2 separate regions of the Xenopus tropicalis genome follow, and region 1 is linked to region 2. Evidence: chromatin contacts called from public Hi-C data. All regions are on one chromosome and are shown on one strand. The core of a region is the stretch at or near the end of the contact, and the rest is flanking DNA. Distances in the headings are between cores, read along the strand shown. Region 1 holds the start of MGC147302. Region 2 has its middle 24 kb from the start of klf11.

Evidence for each region. A called contact is a pair of places that touch in the nucleus more often than the background predicts.
Region 1: a Hi-C map of neurula embryo shows a contact between it and region 2, with 3 times the contacts expected there. The contact joins the promoter of MGC147302 here to the enhancer-like site in region 2. A contact is called at or near these places in 5 of 5 Hi-C or Micro-C datasets (brain, gastrula embryo, liver and 2 more).

The regions. Positions count from the first base shown.
Region 1 is chr5:138,160,943-138,163,642 of UCB_Xtro_10.0, forward strand. MGC147302 reads right to left here and starts at 1,333. Exons shown (of 3, transcript NM_001078942.1): 1 at 664-1,333. The coding sequence starts at 1,110.
Region 2 is chr5:138,114,813-138,117,686 of UCB_Xtro_10.0, forward strand. No RefSeq gene overlaps it. Among named protein-coding and RNA genes, the nearest start is that of klf11, 24 kb to the right of the region's middle. Within about 2 kb of position 1,304, at least 2 of the 11 cell types and tissues checked have an H3K27ac peak or open chromatin away from gene starts, as enhancers often do. A contact at or near this core is called in neurula embryo, where this site is marked.

The DNA of each region.
Region 1 (2,700 bases), core at 83-2,582, 46 kb after region 2:
TGACTGCCCAGGTTGCTGAAAGAATGAGCAATCTCTTTTTCCTTTTAATTACTACTAAATGGATGTTGGTACCCATGAACACATGGTCAGAACACACAGTCAGATCAAGAGGAGATTTTCCATGCGAATCCTGACTAATTGGCTAGGGATCTTAGAATACCCACAAATCAAAGAGCACAGAACCAAACCAATGGCTGAGACCGATTTCACCTATGGTGTCATGGGGTGGAATGAACTGAAAATTATCACATGGCAACTCCATAATGAATTACTCCTTGGTAAATACTTAGGACTTCTTCTTATTGTATTATTTTAGGAGTCCAATTTACTTTTGTGAAAGAGTGCTTTCCCCAAATATCCCAACAACAGTTACTGTTTGAATAGTGAAAACAAACATCTCATTGGTTGCTTTGGGTTACAGTTTTCCCATGTGTATTTATAGTCCATCCATTGACCCTAATTGTGACCACCAGTGGTACTGCCTGTTTCCAATATATATATATAAAGTATATATACATATATACACACACACACACAACATGCCGCAAGGGTATGTACTACAGAATCTGTGCGTGTATGCAGGGCACAAATAACATTCCTGCATCCCAACAATTCCTTTATTACTAAGACAGTGTTATCCATAATGCAACACACTCCACTTACTGTTTTGCTGTTGTTCTCCTGTTGTCTGTAATGGATATTGTTGGGCAGGGAAGAGGTCAGTTGCAGCTGTGGCTGTCCCTGTATTGCCAATGTTGTCTCAGGATTGTGGGGTTTCTTTCCGCAGACTTGCGGTTGTGACTGAGGGCTTGTGATGTGGCATCTGGATTCCAGAGCCTGTGCCTTGAGTTTTGGATCTTTATCAGACAAGCAGTCCTGGGACTCTTCCAATAACTCATCAAGCAGCTGAAGATCTTCATCTATGTCCTTTGGTCTCGGTCGGCCTCTCTCAGGCTCCTTGCCCTGTTTAGTGGGTGCTACAGGTTCATCCCGTGTCTGGCAGGCGATGGTTTCTTCCTGGGCTGAAGGCTCTCTCTTGGATGGAGATCTGGGCTGCTGACTGCTGACAATAAGTACACTGCTACTGCCCCGGCTGCAGCCACTGCCCATAACAGACTGTACACTCCGGTGGCTTTTTGAGTAACTTTTTAAGAGTCAATGGCATGTCCTGGCTGTATGTCTGTCCGAGTGCCAGTACTCATGCCACCAAACATTACCTGAAGCCCAACTTGCAAACTTCTCTGGCAATGTACAAAGAGCAATGCACCAGCCCCATAGAGTTACCTTTCAGAAAGTGCTTGGCTTTCACCTCTTTCATCCCCAGCCGCACTTCCCCCTGCCTCCCTCACTCTCCCTTTCATACCCTCTTACAGTTAAACATTAAAAGCAAGTCCCTCACACTGGCGTGAGTGCAGCTGCAGCAGGGAAATGCTAGCTCGGCCAGAGGAGTGTCATTCAGATCAGGGCCAATAGGCAGAGCAGAGGAAAGAGCCAGCAGTATGCAGAAAGGCGCATATGAAACCTAAGACTCTGAAATTAAAATGGAACGGAAATTGGGTGTAACCTGTGGATTTATACCAGAGCTGAGTGTACAGCAAATACGCCAAACCATTACAAACCAAGTCCTTAATGTAGCCACACACATAAGCAGACAAATATTTAGTAGTGGTGGGCAGTGAGGCGAAACAGGTTTTGGTGGGTGTTCCAATGCTGTTAAGCTACAACTCCCAGTAACCATGGGCAGTTTTCTGCTGTTGCAGGTGCTGAGAGTTGCACTTTAACATCAGCGGCACTGGCTTAGGCACTACTATTGCACTACTATTGCCACTGCTACTGTACTATTATCCTTACTCTCACATCACTGTCCCTCTATGAAAGGATGGGACCTGGCCATTTGATGATGATATGCCTATTGTCACTTCACTGCCCATTCATTAGTTGATGGGGACTGTACATCTTAAAATACACCCAATGTTATACTCTTGTCCGTTCATGATATGATAAGGCCCATATATTTAAAGATACTGTACACTGTAACACCTGGAACCCCCCCCTGTTTATTCATGAGATGACAGGGCCTGTATATTTATGTAGTTATAAACTGACCCATAGATCGATAGGTGGGATGTCCCAAAGTAGGGACAAAGTAATCCCACCTGTGTGTGGCCAACAACACTCACCAAAACAACAAAACACTTGCAGCCATCACAAGGGCCCTATAGTGGTGAAAGCTCTTTGGGAGAATGATTTAAGATGCAACACCAGGCAGTGACCCTCATTCTCACAATGACTTTACTGCTTTCTTTGTACATTCAATTAGTATTCTTATTTAGGGGCTTTTATGGCGTTCCTATCTCCTCTGACAGTCTTTGTATCAGCACAGGTCCTGTGTGTTATTCTGATGACGTCACAACACCCCCAGGGCCTATTTACTAAGCAATAAACTGTCACTTGAATTATGATGATCGAATGCATACAAATTTGCATTTGGCTTCTGGACATCAGCCGTTTATCAAAGCCTGAGGCAAATAAGTCCTTTGACACATTGGCTCAATGAATTATACCATGAGATCTAAACAGTATCTCCTGTCTAATGAAATTTACGTTGGTCAGATGGATATTTTTAAAGGGGAACTAAGGGTTAACCAAGAATTAGGCTAGAAATGCTACACATTATGGTTTGGGCATCTATACCAGCCT
Region 2 (2,874 bases), core at 54-2,553:
ACTGGCAGCAAACCTACTCTCTTCAAAGTCAGAACCAACAAGCAAGATTATGGTATCAGAAATCCTGACTATATAAAATGAACAGCACTCATGAAAACTCTACTTAAAAAGTCTTAAGGGCTCATTCACAAAGACACACGCAATACTAAGAAAAGCCTGCAACTGCCCATTTGTCTGCAAATTGGGGCATTGTGCAGATAGCTGAAGGCACACCGGGTAGGTGTAGGCACACCGCCCCCTACTGGCCTTTCCTTGCATGTCATTCTGAGGCACAAGGTAGGAGTAGCAGGATGCACAGCCCACACTTTGCGTGACAGATTTTTGAGCCGGGGGTACAATAGGAAGTCATTATCTGCAGCTTTTGTTAAGGCTCTACGAACAGAGTGTGTCAAGTTTGCTTGCTAACAATAAGGGTTCTTGTGCAACCAGGATTAAGAGTGGCAATCGTTTACCGACTTTTTTGACTCCCTTTAGTAATCAGTTTTACAAAATTAGGCAAATAATTAATAGCTTTATTCCAGTTCTCTGGCAGTAGTTTTACAAGATGGATTAAATTTTGTTGCACGGAAAGCTCCCACCTTAAAACTACATGGCTAAAGGTGCCCATACACTACAAGATCCTCTTGCTTGGCAATGTCGCCAAGTGAGCGGATCTTCACCCGATATCCCCACCTACGGGTGGGCGATATTGGGTAGCAAGCTGCTTTAAAAAAAAAATAATTACATTTGAGCTTATGGGGCAGTCGGTTCGGGGACCGCATCAACGAGCCAATGCGGTCCCCGATCCGACCGGATTTTCTAACCTGGCCAATCGAGATCTGGCCAATTTCAGGCCAGATATCGGTCGGCCAGGCAGCTCTGTTCTGCCCATACACGGGCCGATTAGCTGATTAGCTATATTAATCTTAAAACCTGAATCCACAATTGCTTTGGAATCAGTTCATGGAATGAAAGTGTGCTGCCAGATCCCCCTGTCTATGGATTAGAAGGTGTGGGTGCCAAGGGACCCAGAGCCAGCTCCTGTTCATTTTTCCTCTTTGCATTGTGTTTCTGTTTTCTTCTTTTTTTTCTAATTCCTTATTAACCTTGCACTGATCTTTTAGCCCTTTATCTGATCAAATATATATATTATAATGGTACATTGTATGTGAACTTACATAGCTTCCCATGACTCCTAAACATGATGTGTCAGGTTTATACTGTTTGGTGTCTGTATGCCCTTGTCACATGGACTCAGTTGTGTTCCTCACTGCGCCTGAAATAAAAAGAATGAAAAAAACCCATTTCACGCAGTACTGGCTCAGACCATAAAAGAGATGTTTCAGGCCTATAGCAGCCCTCTATCAAGCTAAACAACCAAGCGCTCACTATTCACCTTAAGCTTAACAAACACTGCCACCATGTGGCCACATTGAAAACGGCAAGTACCAAATATCACATAAATATTACAATGATACAGATATATCCTCTCCAGTCTCATATTTATACAGTTATTACAATTGTATCCCAACTTGTAACATATGTATTTAAACATGAGAAGTCCACTCAGTCACCAGATAATTGTAATCCCTAAATCCATCTGTAATAAATAAGATAAAAACTATACAAAGGGGGTTGTATACAAAAGGAGCAGAACCCATATCATCCAGTCAGCAGGTAGCATTTCCTAGTTAGCTGTTTAAAAGCAAAAATCTTATTGGTTGCTAGAGGTTACTCCTCCTTGAGAAAGTTGGCGCATTTTATTACATAGCCCCCTAAATATTAAAACACAAGCATTTACCCAAAACATATCTAAAAATCATGGTGTTCCAAATATCCAGGCATTTGACCCACTTCTTGACATACAACTTTCTTCCTGTCATAGAACCTCAATGTTCAACTCCATCAAAAACTGGATCTTTATTTGGTTAAAGGGGTGATTTAATGAGTTATAGAATGTCCTATTCCTAGCAATTTTGCAATTGGTTTATTTATTTTCTATAGTTTTTGAGCTATTTTTCTTCTTCTTCTACATATTTGCAGCTGTCTAATGGGGGACAGCTAAAAAACTATTGCTCTGCAAGCTTACAATTTTATTATTGTTACTTTTTATTTCTTGTCTCTTTATTCAGGCCCCCTTCGATTCATATTCCTGTCTCAGACTCAAACCACTGGCTGGTTGCTAAGGTAACCAAGACCCTGGCAACTAGATAGCTGGTGAAATTCCAACCTGAAGAACTGCAGAACAAAAAGCTAAATGACTGAAAAACCATAAATAATAAAAAATGAAAACCAATTGCAAATTGTCTCAGAATATCATTGATCACCTTTCTTTGTCTTAATAGCTGATTTGTGTTCCATAATCCCAGGTTCTCTCTGATGTCTGTCCAACTGGTACTGGATGATATAAATGTTCACAGACATTTCTAGTGTCTCCGGAATAATATAGGGGTTCCTCTCCTCAGGTAATATACCAATTCACCTTTAATACAATTGGAACAAGAATTACAGATACAACATGTATAAGTAGCAAAGTTGTAGTTTGTAGTTTACACTTAAACAATTTGCAATTAGTCTTTATTTTTTATATTTTGTTTTCAGTTATTCAGTATAAATTGACAGATACCATGGTAACTTTATAAATCTGTGTGCCAAGAAAATGAAGCTTCTGTCCATTGGCTGTAATTGTTAAGGATACATATCAGTAGAGTTAATCTGTTGGACAAATTGTTGTAGAATCCAATGGGACCACGTCCGCATCTCTAATAAATCATTGATAAACCAATGTGAGTACTTAGGGTACTTTTGGAGAAAATTTGGTTTAAACACACATTTCTTCAAAGGAGATCATAGAAATATTTGTTTAGAAAGGGGCCAGGACCCCATTGCCTTGCT